2 separate regions of the Mus musculus genome follow, and region 2 is linked to region 1. A link is a contact called in public ChIA-PET data. All regions are on one chromosome and are shown on one strand. Each heading gives the region's core, a stretch centred on a gene start, on an enhancer-like site or on the middle of the called end of the contact. The rest is flanking DNA. Distances are from core to core; before and after follow the strand shown.

Region 1 (3,306 bases), core at 564-3,063:
CAAACCAACTGTACAACAAAAGGAGAGAACCCTAGAGAAAAAGAAATGAGAATCGAAAAGTTTGGATTTATTGCTCAGTGAGGCAGCAGCAGCCTGACATGTCAAGAAAGAAAAGCTAAAGAATTCTAGGCTGAATAAAGATTAAGACCGCTGGGGCAAAAAGATTGTGCAGCAGTTAAGAGAACATACTGCTCTTGCAGAGGACACAAGTTCAATCCCAGCTCCTACATCAGGCAGCTCACAATTGCTTGTAACTCCAGCTCTATGGGATCTAATGCCTTCTTCTGGACTCTGTGGGTACCTGTACTCATTACACACACACACACACACACACACACACACACCTCTAAAATAAATCTAAAAGTACAAAACAACCAAAAACTGAGTGAAGACAGTGCCCAAACAAGGTGTGGAAAGTGCTGCTGTCATCCTCATTACATCTCCTGTGAAAATACTTAGTTCTGGAAATCATAATTTCAAATGATGGATACCTTTAAACAATATGTTGGGAGCAGGGGGGTGGGTGGGGACTTAGACAATGAATGGTCTGAAAACAAAACAAAATAAGAGCAACTGAAGGAGCCAGTCGAGGGTGTTTTAAGCTAAGTGAGGATGAAGTGTTCTGTGGTGGGTGTTTAGTATATTCTTGAAATATAATGTCTAGTAGGAAAGGGATTTGACTAGGGATAGCTCGTGGTTCCTTATGAGCAAAATCTGCTTTGCTGGTATGGCTGCCAGGAGCTGGTGCTGAGAAACTGTGTGGTCAGCAGTGAAAGGCTGTGATCAATTAATTATTCATGTCTGGTATGGCTGTCAGGAGTTGGTGCTGAGAAACAGTGTGGTCGAATGGCTATGATCAATTATTCATGTCTGGTATGGGTTTGAGGGAGTGCAGTACATACACAAGATCAAGTATTTTTTTTTAACTCTAGACTTGACAGGCTTATTCTAAACTGCTGTAAAGGCCAAGCCCAGGGCTGACATCTGAAGTTACCAGGAAGCTAAAAATTCATATGGTGCAATGGTGGAAGACTACTAGTGCAAGAGCAGGATGAATTTAGAAATCCTTACAAGTTAAACATTTTAGTTAACAGGCAAACACAAGATAAAACGCATGCACCCCAGTTCAAAGCCGTCCATATTTATAGCAAATCTCTCTATGGAGGAACCTTTCAGAAACTTGCTCCTGACAGCTGTAAATTCAACTTGCCCCACAGATCAGCAAAACTAGTGGGGCTTTTCTATAAAATGAAGCTCCGTGCTTCTCAAGGAGATGCGCTTTTGCCCTCTTTGAGAGCATCTGTCAAAGTCTGGAGGGCGAGGTAGGGTACCACTGGCATTTAATGGAAACTGACCAAGGATGCGGTCAACCTACGATGCCCGAGACCGCTTTCTACAGTAAACCGGCTGCAAAGGGCAATGGCATTGCAATGAAGATGCACTGCGTTAGCGACCTGGAGAACGCCAAGCCTCCGTCCCAGTGCGCGGAGGTCCCCTCCAAGGGGACACGGAGGCTATACCAACTAGGAGAACGGGGATTACTCGGCGCCGGGGGGCTGGGCGTGCTGTCCCGAGTCAGGGCTGGGTAGAGGTAGAAGACCACTGTTCGCATCACGGGAGGCCTGGATGCCCCCGCGGACCCGGAACGCCCGCCGCCTGCTTCCCTCCAGAGCTCACCTGTAGGGAGGAGCCGAGATGAGAACCGGCCGCCTCTTTAATCTGCGCTCGGGAGCCTCAGCCTGGGAGTCCCAAAATCACTCTCGCGAGATCTGAGGCTATGCTCTCGCGAGACGTGGCCGGGACTGCTCGCCTAAGAGCGCGCAGGCGTCACGGAGGGCCAAAGCCTGGGCGGTTAGGCTGAGCCGGCCGAGCGGGCCGAGCGGCCGGAGCGGGCGGAGCAGGCGGCGGGCGGCGGGCAGTGTAGGGATGAGCTACGGAGCAGGGAAAACTGCCGACTGAGCGGCCGCTTCGGGGCCCTCGCTTGTCGTTTCCGTCTTTATTCCGTCCAGAGTCCCTCCTGGCTCGCGGACCCGCCCACCCTTCCCATACCGTGGGAGGAAGCGCGGCTGCTTGACGAGTTAGGGGCTGAATGTTTAGCTCTCTTGCTCCCCTAGGTCCCCAGAGACAAGCTGGATTCCGAGGTCAAGGGCTCCCTCTCCTCCTGCGCCCCGGCCCGGGCCGAGGAGTCCGACCGTGGAGGGGCGAGCTCGGGAGGAAAGCAGATGAGGATGGCTCAGGTAGTTCCACCTGCCACTTTCCAGGGTTTTTCCGATTGGACATCTCTTTGTTTTGATGTCCGTTAAGCATCTTAGGGCTTCCGGTGAGGTCACTGATTTCTGAAATTCAGGTCCACGTTGACACTAGGTAACCCATCATTTTCTCTTTTCAGTCCAACATGCCCCACAAGTCTGATGTGTTGAGTCAAGATGAACTGCGCAAAAAGCTATACCAGACGTTTAAGGATCGGGGTGTACTGGACACACTTCAGGTATCAGATTTAGGCACAATCGTGTCGTTATACTTCCACAAGTGTAACCTTTAACCGCAGGTGGCTCCACATTTAAATTCATTCATTAAGGTAGCACATAACCTGTATAATGAACACATTGCCATAAAACTAAGCTGCTGTTACAAATCTTGTTCCCAGTCTCGCTTTGATCATGCTACGTCTATGTAGTGAGCAGGAGGGGGACTTGCGAGGAACGGACTGCAGAGGGTAATGTGAGCAGAGTACTGTGGTCTACATGTCTGAGAACAACAAAATGAAGCCCAGTCTGTTTCATGATACTCCCTAGAAAAAAATCTATAGTGGAATGGTACCAGGTGTCTTGTCACACGCCTTTATCCCAGTTCTTCGGAAGCAGAGGAAGGCACATCTCTTGTGAGGGTAGCTGGGCCAAATAGCCAGTTCCAGGTCAGCCAAGACTTCATAGTGATACCCTGTGTCAGTAATAGTAAGTACACATAAGATATTTTAGAGTGTGGATATTTTAAATGAATAGCAACTGTTTATTAGAACATCTTAAGTTTGGGTAGCAGCAAGGGATGGAGTTAGTTCAATGTGTTTCCTTACAATATACCTTTTAGACTATATTTTACATATAGAATTGGAAATTAAGGAAAGGTGAGCCCAATTTTTCCCACTCTTGTTTTACTACATACAAATATTTAAGACTTGTCCGGAAAATACAGAAAGGCAGAAGAGAGAAAAATCATATATTATAACTACAAACTGCTGTTAGGCGTGTATATCATTTTAAAATTTAGATTATATGAGGATCCTTTTCCTGTTTCCTCAGGTTGCCT
Region 2 (3,212 bases), core at 355-2,854, 650 kb before region 1:
ATGCCAAGTTTTATGAGATGCTGAAGGATGAGCACAGGGTCTCACATATGTTAGGCAAATGAGAGCTGTATCCCCAGAACAAATGTTTCTATTGGTTATGAATTGTTACCAAATATTCTAAATCTACTTAAGCACTTTGAGCTCTGGTAAATATAGGTGACCCAAAATACCTATATACTCTTGCTTGCCTGAGCTGAACTGTGACACCCTTAAGCTTACATGAAAATAGATACTGAAGGAAACAAATTTATAAGTAAAGTAAAACCAAAATGGTCAACTTCTATCTAAATATAGTTCGCCCCCAAGGCAGGGCAAGCAAATAAACAGTAGTCTGAACCATGTGTGCCTTCCATAAAGGGACCTGAAACCAGAAGCTATAGAATCCTATGAGACAAGCAGAAAATTATTTTCTTTACTCTAAAATATTTAAGTCATTCATAATTAACACAAAATATTAGATAAGAAGAGAAATGGACTATCAATAAATAAAATCTCTTAAAAGTATCTTCTAGAAACTACTAATAGCAATATAACCTATGTAGATGATCTACTTATGTTAAAAAAAATGGGAACAAAGCTGTGTGTGGTTTCTGGGGAAACTGAGGCAAGTGGATTGTCCATGAATTTGAGGTCAGCTTATGATTATGTGTTTCATACTGTCCTGGGCTACAGAGAGCTGGTCTCATTAACATAAAAGTAAAATAATTATATTATATGTGTTGTCCTGGAATACTGAAACTTGTTCTTTTAATTCAGTTTGGAGGTGTGTTGGAGGGTTCTTTTTGGCATCTGTCCATCTGTTGGAGACAAAGTTTCTCATTGGCCGGAAACCTCACCACAAAGGTTAGTCTGGCTGCCTCAAGAGACTCAGTGTTACTGCACTCAATTTTTAAAAATATTTTTATTAATTTATTTTTATTATTTTATTAATCACTGCACTCAATTTTAGCAATATTTTTATTAATTGAGAATTTCATATATGTATTTTGATCACATTCCCCTCCAATTCTTAGCCATTTTTCTAACATGGGTTCTAAGGACTGAACTCTTAGGACCTCGTGTTTGCAAGGAAAGTACTTTTTACTGTTAGCTCTCCTGCTCCCCCGGAGCCTAAGCTCATAACACTTGCAATATTGCTTTTCACCTCATCCCCTTTGGTTGCACAGCTAGGTTATTTGTAGTACTTCGTTGTTTTAGCAGAACAGGTTAATTTAAACTTCTATCGTATCAAAAGGGTGGGGATAGAAAGGAGAGGCAGAAGGGTCATTGAAGATGGTTGATCTTTCAGGAAGAGAATTATAGCCGGGCATAGCTGTTTATTCTTATGACAGAAGTTAGGGAAGTCCATACAATCCCTACAGAGAGGGACTTTTCAGATGTTTGCAGAAGGCATATTTGCAGTGCTATAGGAGGGAGGAGGAGATGCAATGACTGCATGAATTGTCATAGTAGATAAAAGCTCCATGGTAGAAAAGAGTAGCTTAGTAATATAAATGCTGAGTAAAATTTCTACAGTCTGAACTTTGATCTACTGTGGACAACAACTTGAAGTCAAGGAAGTGAGCAGTAACTCACCCAGGGGATTGGGTGTGGTGGGAAATAGAGCAAAGGATGACTCACAAGATCAGCAGACAGAACAGGGCCAGTGGCGAGGAGGGAGGAGCCCTCAAGCAGAGCAGAGCAAGGCAGTCAGTCAGTGGCTCTTTGCTCTAGAGCCTAGGCACCACACTGACTGTGAACACAGGATCTCCTTTCCTTATGTCTGTATACCATTGTTATTGTGTAAGACATTATCCAATTCCTATCCTTTCACTGTACAAAACATTTAAAGTTGATCAGCCATGGTAGCTAATGCATGTAGTTAGAGCTGACGTGGGAGGATTATTGGAAGTTTAATACCAGACTAAGCTGTATAGTGAGTTTAAGGCTAGCCTGTGCTACACAGTGAGACCCCCATCTCAAAACCAAAAGAAGAAAATGAAGGAAGAGGAGGTAAATGAAAATCATCCATTACCTCCAGCTCTCTTAGTATGAATTCGTTCAAGAGTTTGCTCTTTCTACATAATTTGATTGCTTTTATTCTAATCTGTATTTGCTTAATTTTGTGACCAGGGTCTCATGCAGCATGCACTGCCACGCCAGCTCTACTTAATGTTGAAACAATGTTGGGATGGCTTCATATGTGCTGTTTTGTTGTCTAACTGTCTCCACCCAGTGATATGAATTCTTATACTGACATTTCAATTATTGAAAATATAAAAATGGGCCTAGGCAATAGCTCAGTTGCTAGAGTGCTTGTGTTGCATACAGGAGACTCTGGACTCAACCCCCAGGATAGAATACATGAGAGTGATGGGACATATGTATAATCCCGGATCTTGATAGGTCAAGGAGGATCTGGAGTTTAAAATGTTGCATCAAGATGCTGTTGGTGATGGTCAATATCAATTGCCAAATTGACACCTGGGAGACAGGCCTCTGAGCACACCTGTGAGGGGCTGTGTAGATTACTATTAATATCACAGAATGCCTCTTAGAAATTCTCTTACACAAATTAACCAATGTAAGAAGACCTATTTTAACTGCTGAAAGGTCTGTTGCATGGACAGGGGCCCTGGACTGTATAAAATGGAGCCATTAAGTGGAACAGCATGTGTTCGTGACTCTCTCCTTTCCAGTTATGAACGTGATGGGGCCAGCTGATTTAAGCTCCTACCACTTTGGCTTCTCAATCATGATGTACGATAACCTGGAATTGTGAACCTAATAATCCCTTTCTCCTTTACGTTGGTCTGATAAGGTATTTTATCATAGCAACAGAAAGGAAACAAAGCTATTCTCCTAGTAGAGGGGATGGGCCACATCTTATATCCTATTTAGTATCTTCCTTAAAGTGCTATGATCCTAGCCTGAAGCAACCCTGAGGTAAGGAATTGCTAGTAAGGCCAGATTCCTAAGTTATGACCTCATATCTTACTTTTATGAAAGTGCTAAACGCAGAGACTCGTGAGCTTTAATCTCAGAGACCTCTCACCTGTAACTTATTTAAAAGTAAAGAATTAGTATTGTTGATTGATCTCCTAACCCAACTTCAAATGGTGGGCTGCAAGAGTCATGAATATTTCACCTAAAATCTGTCTCAGTACATCTCTAGCTATCAAACCTTGAAGGAATCTTTGCCATTGGAACATAAGATCACCCTTGTGTTCATA

The links. ChIA-PET counts read pairs in DNA pulled down with a chosen protein or histone mark.
Region 2: a contact with region 1 is called in an RNA polymerase II ChIA-PET map of memory CD8 T cells, with 11 read pairs. The contact joins the enhancer-like site here to the promoter of Ofd1 in region 1. A contact is called at or near these places in 3 of 115 datasets of contacts at active chromatin or transcription factors (effector CD8 T cells, memory CD8 T cells and pro-B cells).

The regions. Positions count from the first base shown.
Region 1 is chrX:166,439,211-166,442,516 of GRCm38.p6, reverse strand. It overlaps Ofd1 (OFD1, centriole and centriolar satellite protein), which reads left to right and starts at 1,813. Exons shown (of 23, transcript NM_177429.3): 1 at 1,813-2,237; 2 at 2,390-2,488. The coding sequence starts at 2,223. It overlaps Trappc2 (trafficking protein particle complex 2), which reads right to left and starts at 1,762. Exons shown (of 5, transcript NM_025432.4): 1 at 1,678-1,762.
Region 2 is chrX:167,090,458-167,093,669 of GRCm38.p6, reverse strand. It overlaps Gm15232 (predicted gene 15232), which reads left to right. Exons shown (of 4, transcript NR_168066.1): 3 at 757-843. Among named protein-coding and RNA genes, the nearest start is that of Gm15232, 10 kb to the left of the region's middle. Within about 2 kb of position 1,604, at least 164 of the 459 cell types and tissues checked have an H3K27ac peak or open chromatin away from gene starts, as enhancers often do. A contact at or near this core is called in effector CD8 T cells, memory CD8 T cells and pro-B cells, where this site is marked.